Regions from separate parts of the Zea mays genome. Here region 1 is linked to region 2. A link is a contact called in public Hi-C data. All regions are on one chromosome and are shown on one strand. The core of a region is the stretch at or near the end of the contact, and the rest is flanking DNA. Distances in the headings are between cores, read along the strand shown. Region 1 holds the start of LOC100283950. Region 2 holds the start of LOC103633127 (probable anion transporter 5, chloroplastic).

Region 1 (2,700 bases), core at 123-2,622, 150 kb before region 2:
ATTTCAACTTTTGGAGCACTAATTTGAGGCATCTTGATAGAGATGCTAATCATCTGAGCCACTATAATAATGGCCCACATTACAGAACCACAAGTAATATATGGACTCACGAAGAATAATAATTGACAAACTTACTTGATTCAAAGCATTCTGTGGAGTCTCATACTCTGCTGCCACAAAAACAAACACCTATAAGCATGCAATAAAAGCAAAGTTAAGCAGTGATCTTTTAAAGTTTCGCTTGAGCAGCACTAATAGATCAGGTGCATTAGAGATTTAGTCGCACAGATGTATCATGATTCACCGAATTTTTCTGGCAAATTCCCATTATATTTCTCATAGACCATTGTGCAAACTGAGAACACTCTAACAGTTATCCAAAGCTCAGGTTCAAATTCGCATTCGCTCAAAGACACAAACATTAAGGAGAGAGTACTTCCTGTGCTCGAGGATTCCTTACTTTTCAGTGTTGACCTCGTACACAAAACTAAAACCATACTTTCTAGTGCAGTAAAACTTAGTGGAAACTGGGAATGGCGACCATGAAGGGAAGGGTCTGAAGTACCAGAAATACACATTTACCTGTTTTGTGTTCCACGTGAAAAGAGACGAAAGGTCGGCCGAAATGTTCAGCGTCATGCTAACCTGAAGAACGAAAGACAGAGCAATCAATCGTTACAAATTCGAGGAACATATCTGACACAAGTAGTCTGATGTTAGCTCTGAATAATTTGCACAAAAAAAAAACGGAGATGACTTACCTCGTCGTTGCCGTTGGCCTCCTTCTGGAACCAGTTTAGATTCAAGATCTGTGTAACCCAAACGACGGGGACCGTGTTAGCATGACACATGAAGATTGTACAAGCAGATCGAGCCGCCCACGCTCGAAGTCACGAACTAAGATAGATACGCCAGCGGAGATCGGACACAAGGCAGGCGGGCGGGCTCGACGGGATTTAGAGAGACGCGGTGGGGCAGGGAAGAGGGGTGTGGTACCTTAACGGAGGCAGTGGGTGTTGGGGTGTTGAAGTTGTCGGAGAAGGAGGCGGCGAAGCAAATCGCGGCCAGTATGGTGACCGCGAACGTTGCCACCGCGTTGGCGCGGTGCCCAAAGGAGTGCATCCTGTCGCGGCTCCTTTTACTCCCTCGCCGCACGCAGCAGAAGAGATCGCCGGGCCTCCCCTGCCGCTGCTGCTCCTTCCTCCTGTCGCGGCGGCGCCGGCGACTTCACTGCAGTTTCCTTCTCTGTCTTCCTTTTCTCGGGAAGTGCTTACGGAGCCCGTGCAGTGCCGATCCTCCTCGACGGGCTAGGGCCCGCACGTCGGTGAGAGCCCCGAGCATGACGTGGCACGCGCTGATTGGTCGACGCACGTCACGGAGAGGGGCTCATCCAGTCAAGAAGTCAGGGTGCACGTGGGCCAACAAATGGGCCTAGCTGGCCCATTCATAGAAGTCGACCCACTCCCACTTGGTAATGGGAGGCGCGGCCTGGCCCGGCGTTGAAAGAGAGTGAACGCGACGCAGCCGAGGCGGGAAACCCTAACCTAATCCGCGGGGTGGCGGCGGCTTAGCGCTCGTTTAACTTTTCCATGAGCCCATGACGTTGACAGCTGACGCAGGACGGGTGGACGGCCCCGTTTGGGCATGTCGCGCTCACAATCGGCGGTCCGGCGTTAACCACCGCCACCGTTGTTGCTTCCACACCACAACCACACGCACTGGAACACCCAGCGCATCGGCCGGCAGGCGGCGCCCGCGTCTTGGCTGTCACCACACGCGCCCGCCGACGCCGACCAGGTCCCGCATACCCGCAGCTGCGTAGCCATTCCCACAAACCAACCATACACGCTAATCAAAAAGATTAGTGGAGCACTGCCTGAGCCTTGATTTCTCGTTCTTTAGTACTACCTGCTCCACGAGACCAGACCACGCCAGCGGAAAGATAAAGGATTAGTAGACCAGAAGCTTAAGCTTGCTGCCTTGCTGTTCATTTCCCTTGCCTGAGCCGTTAAGCGTACTGTACTGGCAGTTTGTTCGTTTACTCCGTTCCACGCATCCCAACAATTCGTCAATCCCCAGCCGCACGCACGAGAAAGAGGCAGATTCGCTGCTCCGACCGCGTCTTCGTTGCCTTGTTGGTTTCCGTTCTGTGACTCTGTCCTTCGCTTGCTTTTGACTTGGGGTAGTTGGCTTTTCTCTCCCCCCTCGCCTTCCTCCAGGCTTTGGGGATTTGGTTGCTTCCTGTCGGGGTTTGAGAGGAGCGGCGCTCTTGAATTGTTGCTTTCAATTGGTCCGTTTGGCAGGGTTTGGCAATAGAAAGGTAAGATTTCTGTGGAATTCCACCTTGCTTCCGTCTAATTTGGCAGTTTTTTTTGAGGATCCGAGACCGCGTTTGTTGATTGCGAGAAGAGCCTTTTGGTTGTAGATTTGTTGCCGGAGATGGGCAAGCCGTCGCTGAAGAAGAAGAGGGCCTCCGGCGGCGGCAAGTCCGGCGACCACGGGGGCAAGCCGGCGTCACTGGAGCGGTCTGGTTCCAAGGTCCTCGACGGCGATGAGACCCTCTTCACGGACATGGCGCAGGAGCACAAGGAAGAGGGCAATAAGCTCTTCCAGCGCCGGGACTACGACCGCGCGCTGCTCAACTACGACAAGGCCATAAAGCTTCTGCCCCGGGCGCACCCCGACGTCGCCTACCTCCAC
Region 2 (2,700 bases), core at 196-2,695:
TAACCCCAAAAGAATGAGGACTGAACTAAGCCAGCAGTTGATGAGTTCCAACCATATTGATGTGACATTGGAATAATTGCGACACTCAAGTTAACCTGCAAAATTAGAATATTGCAATGAACAGTTGTTCCTCTCAGGAAAGGATGATGGACCGATCATCCATAAAAGCTTTCATAGAATTAAATAAATATGTCACATGAAGAAGAGTGCATTAAACTGTAAATAGCAACTTCATTACTTCAAACAATTTCATGCTCGTAAGGAAATGCCTAAAAGCCCTGTTGGTACATAGTGAAGGTTACATGTTTGTACTAGTGATGCAAATGAGTTCCAAAATAAGCCCTAAAAAATGTGACAGTTAGATATGGCACGTTTCCTTAGAGCAAGCACAAAGACTATTGCATCAGTGGACTTCAGCTAAAGTTCTCTAAAGGAAACCCAGAGGAAAAAAACAGTGCAATCGTTTTGCCAGTTGCCACCCAAATTCCCACTGAATATCCGGTAAATGTCATTGACTACCTAGTTTTCCATGAGCAAAACTATAGCAGGTCAACAACTCGAATTCATAGTCATTTTAATTCTAGCAGCTCAAAATACCGTAGAGCAAAATCGTAACAGTGCAATTAGCCGCCTGCCAGCCTGTCATCCCGTGCCAAGTGCCCAGGACGGAACCGTCCACGTGATAGAGACAAACAGGATGGGTCACCTTGTCCATGTTGCAGATGACGAAGGCGAGGGAGGTGGCGCCGATGAGCTTGTACCGCTCGGCCAACCCATCCCACGGAGGCCACCTCTGCTCCAAAGCCCCGGCCACGTCCCCTTCCAACTCCTCTCCCCTCGCTCCATACCCTTCCTCCTCAACTATCCCCGGTATCGAGCGCTTCTCCACGGCGCTCGCGAACCCTCCCGCGCCCTCGCCGTCGCCGGGTGACACCCTCACGGCCCGGGGCCAGCTGCGGCGCCGGTGCGGGAAGAGCACGCGTGGCGGGAGCATGCGGAGGAGGGGACGGTTGCGGCCGCTGCCGAGCAGGAGCAGGTGGCGCTCGGCCTGCAGCACCGAGGCCGCCATGTCGTGGAGCGAACTGCGAGCAAGGCTGCAAGGGGCGTAGACGCGTGATGTTTAGAATTCTGGAGAGCAGAGCGGCCACGAAAAAGTGTGCGCAATTGTTGGGCTGTGAACTCACTCTAGAGATTTTTACACAGCTTTCTATAGATTTGCGCGGCCGAGAGGACAGCACGAAGCCGAGAGCGTGTGGTGTGGTTACCGTCGCCGTGGGCCACAGCGCCACGGAACCGGGGCCCACGTGTCAGCTACCGGGACCTGCTTAGTGACGTCGCATGACCGCTGCCTGCCTCGTGTTGACGCGGATTGCATAGAAGATAAATTTGTCTCTAGCACATCAGCAAACTGCAAACAATGATTTTGTATGCATCGATTTAGTACAGCGTTCATTGTAATTTTTTAGTTTTATGTAACATATTGCTGACATTTTTAGTTTTTTTATACAAAATTTCATGTTTACGTTATTGGTGGGACTATATTATCGGAGTCGGCGTCTGTTCCTATGGCGTTAAGTTTACACGGACGCTGTAGGCAGAGCCGGGCCCTAGGCCAATCTCAATGTTTGGACTCTTATCGAAACTCAACTAGACACCTAAATGATTTCAATATTAGTAGATATCAAGAATGATCAAGTAATCTCCAACCATACAACTTCTTACGTCATAAACAACAACCCTGATCCAATGTAACAATTGAACCCTAAGTACAATAACAACATTATACCAGTAACAAAAATATAAACGGACTGATACATCCCAACGCAAAAGAGTTCAACATCATTCAGTTGTAGTTTGTGTTCAAGAACGGGTTCTTCTCGCTGTAGAATGGGTTTGTGAAACTGCTGGTGAGGCTTTCATTGACTTTCTTGCCTTTCACCGCAGAGTCCGGCTGGTGGCGAGAGAAGGCCCTCGGGTTGAAGTTGTCATCAAGGTCGATGTCCTCAAAGGTAGCCCAGCCCTCACTGCCAGTGATGTCCCTCTGCTTCTCCATCTCTTCGACGTGCTGCTTGAACCCTTCCTTAGCCGCGGTGATCACGCCATCCCCGTGCTGATCACACCATGCCCTGCAAAAAAAAATTGACACCATCTCAGTTATGAGAAATCATGTGCCTAATTTGGATGGTAGATGGCCCAGTGATCTACTTTGGGAAGTAGGACTTGAGGTCAGACTTGTCCACCGGAAGCTTTGTTGAGATGGCCTCCATCTGCTGATTCCTACAAAGCCAAGAGCCATCTCTGAACAACTGAAGATGGTCGAAAGAAAATACGTTGTCCGAGAACAGAGTGGATTACAACTTACGAGAAGTTCAAGTTCCGATTTGTAGATGATAGCTCAGCCTGAATCCTTGAGAGCTCTTTCTTTGTGTTCTCCACCAGAACCTTCAGTGATTCCAGATGCATATTGTAACTTCATCACTGCTACTCCTTAAAGCAAACTTATACAGGGTAAGAGGAATCAGCAATACACAGACAGTACCTTGTCACGCAGCAGCTCGGAAGCAGAGTCATTGTCCGTGTCCGAGTGCAGCCTCGTCTTGGCCCTCTTGGCATCCGGTCCAGAAGCAGCCATGGGGCTCGCCTCCAGCTGGCACTCGCTGTAAGATGAGCGCGGAGGAACATGCTGCGGCTGCTCACCGG

The links. Hi-C and Micro-C count contacts between places; a contact is called where the count stands out from the background.
Region 1: a contact with region 2 is called in a Hi-C map of endosperm, with 2.8 times the contacts expected there. The contact joins the promoter of LOC100283950 here to the promoter of LOC103633127 in region 2. A contact is called at or near these places in 14 of 25 Hi-C or Micro-C datasets (bundle sheath, ear, endosperm and 4 more) and 2 of 3 datasets of contacts at active chromatin or transcription factors (leaf and seedling).

Annotation. Positions count from the first base shown.
Region 1 is chr7:152,270,738-152,273,437 of Zm-B73-REFERENCE-NAM-5.0, reverse strand. LOC100283950 reads right to left here and starts at 1,372. Exons shown (of 6, transcript NM_001156848.2): 1 at 997-1,372; 2 at 762-809; 3 at 583-645; 4 at 136-189. The coding sequence starts at 1,122. It overlaps LOC103633129 (Octicosapeptide/Phox/Bem1p (PB1) domain-containing protein / tetratricopeptide repeat (TPR)-containing protein), which reads left to right and starts at 1,614. Exons shown (of 4, transcript XM_020540974.1): 1 at 1,614-2,320; 2 at 2,426-2,700. The coding sequence starts at 2,440.
Region 2 is chr7:152,119,423-152,122,122 of Zm-B73-REFERENCE-NAM-5.0, reverse strand. It overlaps LOC103633127 (probable anion transporter 5, chloroplastic), which reads right to left and starts at 1,445. Exons shown (of 15, transcript XM_008654806.4): 1 at 707-1,445; 2 at 1-95. The coding sequence starts at 1,069. It overlaps LOC100276553, which reads right to left. Exons shown (of 5, transcript NM_001150314.2): 1 at 2,540-2,700; 2 at 2,363-2,442; 3 at 2,206-2,277; 4 at 1,846-2,126; 5 at 1,670-1,843. The coding sequence ends at 1,846.